Linked DNA regions of Macaca mulatta: region 2 is linked to region 1. A link is a contact called in public Hi-C data. All regions are on one chromosome and are shown on one strand. The core of a region is the stretch at or near the end of the contact, and the rest is flanking DNA. Distances in the headings are between cores, read along the strand shown. Region 1 holds the start of DUSP13A (dual specificity phosphatase 13A). Region 2 holds the start of AP3M1 (adaptor related protein complex 3 subunit mu 1).

Region 1 (3,879 bases), core at 910-3,409:
GCTGTATCCTGAGTATTTGAGATACATTTCTTTCTAGTTAAAAGTACTTTGAGGGGCGGGTGCGGTGGCTCATGCCTGTAATCCCAGCACTTTGGGAGGCCGAGGCAGACAGATCACTTGAGGTCAGGAGTTCAAGACCAGCCTCGCTAACATGGTGAAACCCTGTCTCTGCTAAAATACAAAAATTAGCTGGGTGTGATGGCAGATGCCTGTAGTCCCAGCTACTTGGGAGGCTGAGGCACGAGAATTGCTTGAAGCCGGGAGGCAGAGGTTGAACCCAGGAGATGGAGGGGCCAAGATCGTGCCACTGCACTCCAGCCTGGGTAGCACTGAGACTCTGTCTCAGAAAAAAAAAAGGAATAAAAGAAGTACTTTGGGGCAGACATCTAGGTACCAAATGGTGCTTTCCCAAAGCTGAGTGTTGCAGAGAAAGAGCTATTCTGCTGTTTGGGAGAAATGGCTTTCAGCCTTAGGGTTGCTCCTAACTCATGGCATGGCCTTGTATTCCAGGCCTCAGTTTCCCCATCTGGGAAGGAATAGGGTTTGATAAAATGCTGGAGCACTAAGCAAAGAACTTTTTTTCAGGGTGGGAGGGCAGATGGATTTCACCCTTTTGCCCAGGCTAGAGTGAAGTGGCATGATATCGGCTCACTGCAACCTCCCCCTGCCCCGTGTTCAAGCAATTCTCCTGCCTCAGTCTCCCGAGTAGTTGAGATTATAGGTGTGTGCCACCATGCCCGGCTAATATTTGTATTTTTAGTAGAGATGAGGTTTCACCGTGTTGGCCAGGCTGGTCTTGAACTCCTGACCTCAGATGATCCACCCACCTTGGCCTCCCAAAGTGCTAGGATTACAAGCATAAGCCACTGTGTCCGGCCTAAGCAGAGGATTTTTAAAAACCAGGGATGGGAGGGCACTGATGACTGAGAAGAAATGAGGCATCCTCCCCAGGAATGAGCAAGATGGGATACGGGCTTGGACCCCAAGTCCTACCCCCAGGCGTGTTGAGGGCACGGTGGATGAAGTCAGCCGCGGAGGAGAAGTAGGCACTGATGTCAAAATCAGGGAGGTCGTGGGCTGGCACCCCCAGGTAGCTCACACTGCTGCCGTAGAAGTCAGGGCCGCCCTGACAGTAGAGGCCCCCGTGGGCGGCGTTCAGCACGTGGGTGATGCCCAGCTTCCACAGCTCAAAGCGGTTGTTTGCTGTGGCCCTGGGGAGGGCAGAAAGGGCACTGGATAACAGCCAAGCCATGGGACCAGGAGGGAGGCTTTGCCTGGCCCCCTGCTGCAGAGGGACCGAGCCATCAGGGTCCAAAGAGAATCCAACCCCAGCAAGCTCCAAGTGGGGTCTGACTCCACAGCCCCATACCCAGAGCCCCACACTTTCTGGTGGCAGAACTGGTGGTATGCGTGTGTTGGGGGATCTTTAGACCCTCTCTGCTTCCTCAAGGCCTCTGCTCCTGCCTTGGCCAGGACAGGAAGGAAGGGATTGCTTCAGCCCTAGAACCTGGCTGCCCCTCCCTTCTTGCCTCATGTCCTCCCACGCACATCCGTCCTCTACCGGCTACCACCTAATACCTGCTTCTAGCCTACAAATGTTGAGAGGCAACACCTTCTCTGATTCACCTTCAGTCAGGCTTCTCCACCATCTGTATCCAGAGGAGGGAGGCTGGGTCCAGAAATAGGGGGCTCTCTGTCTACCTCATCTCATGCTGCAAATACTATTTCCCAGGCCTGTACCTCTACACTTGCCAGTTGTCCTGGAAATGTTTCCCAGGACTCCTGGGAGACTCCCTGCTTTCAGGCAGGCGAAGTCCCTGCTCCCCCTCGTGGCCATACCTGGTCACTGCACTGTCCTTGGCAGCCTGGGGTCCTGGAGAAGGTCCCTGGCCTGGGATGGTCAGAGCAGAGCTATTTCTCCTTGTTTCTACCCTCCTGTGTCTGGTAAAGCCACCAAGAACTGCCTCTCCTTGTCCCCACCCCCATGACCCTTGGCCAGCTATCACTCACGCATCTCCTATGAAAAGGTTGGGCCAAACTTCATCCACGCGGCTGCAAGAAGACTTCCCCGCCCTCAGGAGCTCCTCCAGCTCCAGGATGCTGGGGCAAGGCGTGGCTTTGTCCTCTCCCACCAGCTCTGGGAGCAAGGTCTCAGCCATGGGCCAGCCCGCCCACCCCTCTGCCTCTGCGGTCACTCCTCTCTGCCTCTCCAGTGTCATTTCTCCTTCCCAGAGATTGACAGGGACAGGTGGGACAGGAGCAAGTGACTCAGCAAGTCAAAGGGGCCTCTGGAGCAGACAAGACCTTTTCCTCCCTAAGCCTCCCCCCACCCCCAAACTCCGTGAGAACATGGAATCAGAGAGACCTCTGCAAGTCAGCTACCTCCCTGAACCTCAGTTTCTTCATCTGTAAAGTAAGGATAATCACACCTACCTCAGAGAATTTGAGGATTAAATGAAACAAAAGACGTGCTGGGTCTGATACATAGTAGGTACTTAGAAACGTCTGTGGAATTAGTAGATGTAGAGCCCTGCCTAAGGCTATTAGGTTATGAGGACTGAGTTAAAGTAGAGATCCAGGGTGCAGAGGAGGTGGCTGGTTCCAAGGATGAATGATAGAACTGAAAGAAGTGTAGTCTAGGTGGGCCACAAATTGGGTAGGAGCTGGATTGGATGTCTGTTGGATGAGTCTCTGAATTATGGAGGTCAGGGACAGTTTTCTGAGTTGTAGAGTCAGAGAAATACGGATAAGAGACATGGAGAGCTTCATTTTTAAAGCGTGCCCACAAGATTCATGGGGGAAGGGGGAAAGTGTTTGTTTTTTGTATGTTTGTTTTTTTAGACAGGGTCTCACTCTGTCACCCAGGCTGGAGTACAGTGACATCTTGGCTCACTGCCACCACCACCTCCCGGGTTCAAGTGATTCTCCTGCTTTAGCCTCCTGAGTAGCTGGGATTACAGGCGTGTACCACCATGCCACACTAATTTTTGTGTTTTTAGTAGAGACGGGGTTTGTCAGCCGTGTTGGTCTGACTGGTCTTGAACTCCTACCTCAAGTGATCAGCCTGCCTCGGCCTCCCAAAGTACTGGGATTACAGGTGTGAGCCACCATGCCGGGCCAGTGGGGGAAGGTTTGAACAATGGTCCTGTAATGAACGTAGCTGACTTCTCAGAAGAGAAGGCTGAAGAGGGCCTTGTATGTCAAACGGGGAGAAGGGAGGTGAGTGTTGCCCTAGACTTTGAGAGCCAAAGGGGCCAACTGTCATCAGAAACATTTTGAGGGTGGGAGGGAGATTCCCCTGTCTATAAGGGCTTTGGGTCCCAAAATAGAAACTGAGAAAGGTCAACCTGTCCTTCTGCCAGAGCTGGCTATCAGCAAGAGATGAGATGTCTCGCCCTCTGTCATGTGACTTCTCAGCAGCCCTGATGGAGCTGGGAAGGGTATGGGCTGCAGTGGGGAGGTTCCCAGCTGTCCTTGGCCTTAAGACCAGTTTGAAGGGAAAGGCCACACCAGGGCATCCCATGGAAGCAGTCTACATTCATGTCCATCCCATTCAGAACCACTGAAGTCAGCCCGGCACTGTGTGGGGAGGCAAGGCCAAGGAGGGGTTCGTGTCCAGGTTACAGTTGGGTCTGGACTTGGTTTATGCCTATGCTAGACCTGGCTTGGGAGGAGACCTTCCCTCAGGGTGGCGCAGCATGGTGGAGGAAAATATAGGATCAGATGTTAGAGAGATTTGGGTTGGAATATCAGTTTGCAATATGTCAGGCAATGTGTTTCTTTACCTTTCTGTGCTATACGATCCCCCTTGCAGAGTTAGCACAAGGATTTTTATTTTTATTTTTTTTGAAATGGAGTTTCACACTTGTCGCCCAGGCT
Region 2 (4,005 bases), core at 1,256-3,755, 970 kb before region 1:
TATATGTATTTTTTTAAGAGTTAGGGTCTCACTTTGCTGCCCAGGCTGAAGTGCAGTGGACCAATCATAGCTCACTATTACTTTGAACTCCTGGGCTCAAGTGATCCTTCTGCCTCATTCTGCCTCCGCCTCCTGAGTAGTCAGGACTACAACCATGCGCCACTAAGCCTGGCTAATGTTTAAATTTTTTGTAGAGATGGAGTCTCGCTATGTTGCCCAGGCTGATCTCCAACTCCTGGCCTCAAGTGATTTTCCCGCCTCACCCACCCAAAGTGCTAGGATTACAGGTGTAAGCTACTGCACTCTGTCTGCCAACAGTATATTGTTGGTTTTTTTTGTTTGTTTGTTTGTTGTTTTGAGATGGAGTCTCACTCTGTTGCCAGGCTGGAGTGCAGTGGCACGATCTCAGCTTACCACAACCTCCGCCTGCCGGGTTCAAGCGATTCTCCTGCCTCAGCCTCCCGAGTAGCTGGGACTACAGGCACATGCCACCACGCCCATATAATTTTTGTATTTTTAGTAGTGACAGGGTTTCTCCATGTTTGCCAGGATGGTCTCAATCTCTTGACCTCGTGATCCACCTGCCTCAGCCTCCCAAAGTGCTGGGATTATAGGCATGAGCCATACTGTGCCTGGCCATATATTATATTAAATGGTTAGAAATAAAAATCATAAGATTAAGAAAACCTAATCTTGTTGCAAAGAGAGCTTTCCTAAAGATACGTCAGGTCTTTTTTTTTTTTTTCCGAGGCAGAGTCTCACTCTGTCGCTCAGGGTAGAGTGCAGTGGTGAGGTCTCAGCTTACTGCAACTTCCGCCTCCCGGGTTCAAGGGATTCTCCTGCCTCAGCCTCCCAAGTAGCTGGGACTACAGGCGCGTGCCACCACATCTGGCTAATTTTTGTATTTTTTGTAGAGACAGGGTTTCACTATGTTGGCCAGGCTGGTCTCGAACTCCTGACATCGTGATCTGCCCGCCTCAGCCTCCCAAAGTGCTGAGATTACAGGCGCCTGGCCAAGATACGTAAGTTTAACATAATTCTTTTCTCTTATAGTGTCAATAGAAACTGTCACTCTGCCTTTCCCAAATTAATCCTTTCACTTGTAACTTGATCCCATTCCTTTCCTTCTCTTCTGGGAGGTAAGACTTTTTCTTGAATCTTCAAATAGTTGCTTGTTTCCTGCCCCCAAATAGATATCTTGTATTCTTTAAAACAAACCCCAAACTTTCCCCCACCTTGCCACTCTCAATAATCTTGCTTCATGCACCAAATGATGAAGGATTAGTCTCCACTTGCAGTCTTTCCTCAGTTACTATTAAAGCATCTCTCTCAAATAGCTCAATGACTTTCTAATTATAAAATCCAACGACCTATTCTGATTTCAGCTTCCTCCTCTGGCCATTGCAGCATTTTATGTCATTGATAACTTTCTCCTAAACAAAAATACTTCTTACCCTTTTATATGAAACTTCATCTGCTTTGGGTTTCACCTTGAAAGTCTTTCGGGCTTAATTCTCACAATTTTTTTTTAAAAGTCTTTCTACAATCTCCATGTAAACCACTTTCAAATTCGGTAAAACTCAAACTCCGTAAAATTCCTCCTCCTGTCAGTGACACCATCTTCTTAATCACATAAGGCTGTAAGCTTCGGGTTCAAATTTACCAAATACCAACAGCCACATCGCCCGTCACTTTTCCATACTCACTGCCACCTGCTCAGCTTAGAACCCCGTTACCTCTCTCCTGAAGAACTGCAATACCCTTCTCACTGCATTCCTCACCCCAGGCTCTTCCAGGCACCACCCATTAACAGGACGTCCGCTCAGGTCCTTTTGGGGTTTTGTCCTCCAGAGCAGAAACCTGGGACTGAGATTCCTGCCGTCTGTACAGAGGGGGGACCCAGGAAGCTCGACCTCCGGGGCTCAGGCGCCTGAGAACACTAGGCTGCAGGTGGACCGCTCCCTTCCGGCCTTGCTGGCGAGAAAGCCCGGAAGGCCGGGAGTGGGGGGAAGCCAGGCCCTGGCCCACGGCACCAAAGACGCTCCTAGAGCCCAGATCGGAGTCGGGGGCCCCAGCTATTCAGCCTACTCCCGGGTTTTGGAGCTGTCCCCAATCCACATATTTCCCGCCCCTCACACTCACCCCGACACCTGTGCCAGTCAGTGATTCGGCGCCGGGTCCTCTCCAGACCGAAGCTGAGGAAGCTGAGAAGGCCGCGAGGACCCGCAGCCGGAGTGCCCAGGAGATTGCCTGATTAACAGCTTCAAAGACACCGACTATGTCTACCATATTAGAAAGATTAAATATGCCGGAAGACCGTAAATGAGAGGAAAGACGTCTGTTGAGGTTTAGTATCTAAATATTCTACATCATCCAGGACCTAGAAAAATGGTAGGTTTCTCACCATCTAGATTCAGGCGGTTATCCGCGGCCTAACTCAGTCTGGGGTCCCATATGGCGGGGGAGGCGGGGTCAGGAATGGGCGGGGCATTCGCTGTCGGTGGTGAGGAATAGAGCCAATGATTGTGGATGACAGCGGCACAGAATGGGCGGAGTCTGGAGGGGCGGGATTTGGAGGAGAGAAGGCGGTGATGCGAAGAGGTGGGGGGGGGGTCAGAGAGTATATGGCAGAGGTGGGCTGTAGAACCAAAGTAGGGTGGGAGCGCAAAGATGGCAGCTGCTGAGGAGGAGCCGAAGCCCAAAAAGCTGAAGGTGGAGGCGCCGCAAGCGCTGAGGTGAGCGCTGCCCGACTTGGGGAGGAGGGTGACAGCGCCTGCTGCAAGCAAGCCCGGGCCCACGTGGGGTTTCGCGGCTCCGGCGCTGGGTGGTGTCTCTCATTGCCCGCTTGGGGCCAACACGCAAGACCTGCCGCGCGGGGAGCTGTCTGTCTGGCCGCGACCCCTTGCCGGACGTTCTCTCAGTTTGGCCGAGTCGCCGCCGGTCTGGTGTAGCTCCGGCTCCAGCAGCCCTTGGCCAATCGTGGCCGGCGGAGGGGGGGCGAGCCGGCTGCCTGCGCCACCTGCGAGCAAGCCCAGGCTGGGCTGGTGCGACCCCGGAGGGCCGGACCGGAGCTGCGTCTTTACGCGGCTGCCTTCTCTTCCTGGGGGATGGCGGGGAGGAGGCTCGGCAACTGCTCTACTCTGGGGCGAAGTCAGAATTTTTGGGGATTTTTCGGAAAGTGTTGCGGAAGGCCACGTTGACCTGCCTTTTCGTACACATTCTGAAAGCCTGCACCTTTGAGGACCCTCTACCAGTGACCCAGACCCCTCCGAGGCTTTGCAGGGGCAGCATTTGGATGAATGGCTGGGAAAAGTTGATTTTTCTTTTTTATTTGCACTTTTTGGCAGCAACGGAGACAGTGCTGCCCCTAACACCTGCCTCACATGTGATTGATGTTGCAACTTTTACTTACAGAGTCATTTGTTAAAATATCCCTTCCTAATAAGTGTAAAGTGAAGCAGGCAGTCTTTGATGATTTGGAAATGTTCGTTGAAAGGCAGTGATTTTTTTTTTCCATCTTAAAATAGGCATATCAAACTGATTGAAAAGTATTGGGACACTCCTGATTATACAAGACGTATCCCATTTCTTCCTGTATCACTTTTCTTCACCTCCAAAAGAAGGAATCACAATTGAAAAGAAAAGAACACTTAGGGGCCTGGTGGCGTGTTCATCTGCTTTGGAGGGTGAACAAATCCATGCCAGTGCCTTTAATGTATTCCTACTACCCTCAAAGGGTTAGCGTGTCTACCTCATACCAAGAACATAAACTTTAAAATAAAAACTCTCTGGATATTCTATTTTTATTTTAAATATTCAAGCTATATGCAGAATAAAGAGCAAGGGCTTTTGAATCAGACCTACCTGAGTTAAAGGCATGTGCTTTCCCTACTCTGCCCTTTATTAGAGTATTTCCTTTATAAGGCACCTCCTTCGCCAAACTGGAAGACAGATGCAACTTTTCCCTACCATCCTACTAAACATACAACCCTTAGATTTCCTTAG

What was found. A called contact is a pair of places that touch in the nucleus more often than the background predicts.
Region 2: a Hi-C map of fetal cortical plate shows a contact between it and region 1, with 1.8 times the contacts expected there. The contact joins the promoter of AP3M1 here to the promoter of DUSP13A in region 1. A contact is called at or near these places in 2 of 14 Hi-C or Micro-C datasets (fetal cortex germinal zone and fetal cortical plate).

Annotation. Positions count from the first base shown.
Region 1 is chr9:74,499,273-74,503,151 of T2T-MMU8v2.0, reverse strand. It overlaps DUSP13A (dual specificity phosphatase 13A), which reads right to left and starts at 2,159. Exons shown (of 3, transcript NM_001418213.1): 1 at 2,011-2,159; 2 at 994-1,211. The coding sequence starts at 2,159. SAMD8 (sterile alpha motif domain containing 8) reads left to right here and starts at 2,268. Exons shown (of 6, transcript XM_077946531.1): 1 at 2,268-2,413. LOC144331132 (a long non-coding RNA gene) reads right to left here. Exons shown (of 2, transcript XR_013398069.1): 2 at 3,817-3,879.
Region 2 is chr9:75,471,969-75,475,973 of T2T-MMU8v2.0, reverse strand. AP3M1 (adaptor related protein complex 3 subunit mu 1) reads right to left here and starts at 2,505. Exons shown (of 9, transcript XM_015147273.3): 1 at 2,405-2,505. The coding sequence starts at 2,407. It also overlaps a transcript of ADK not described here.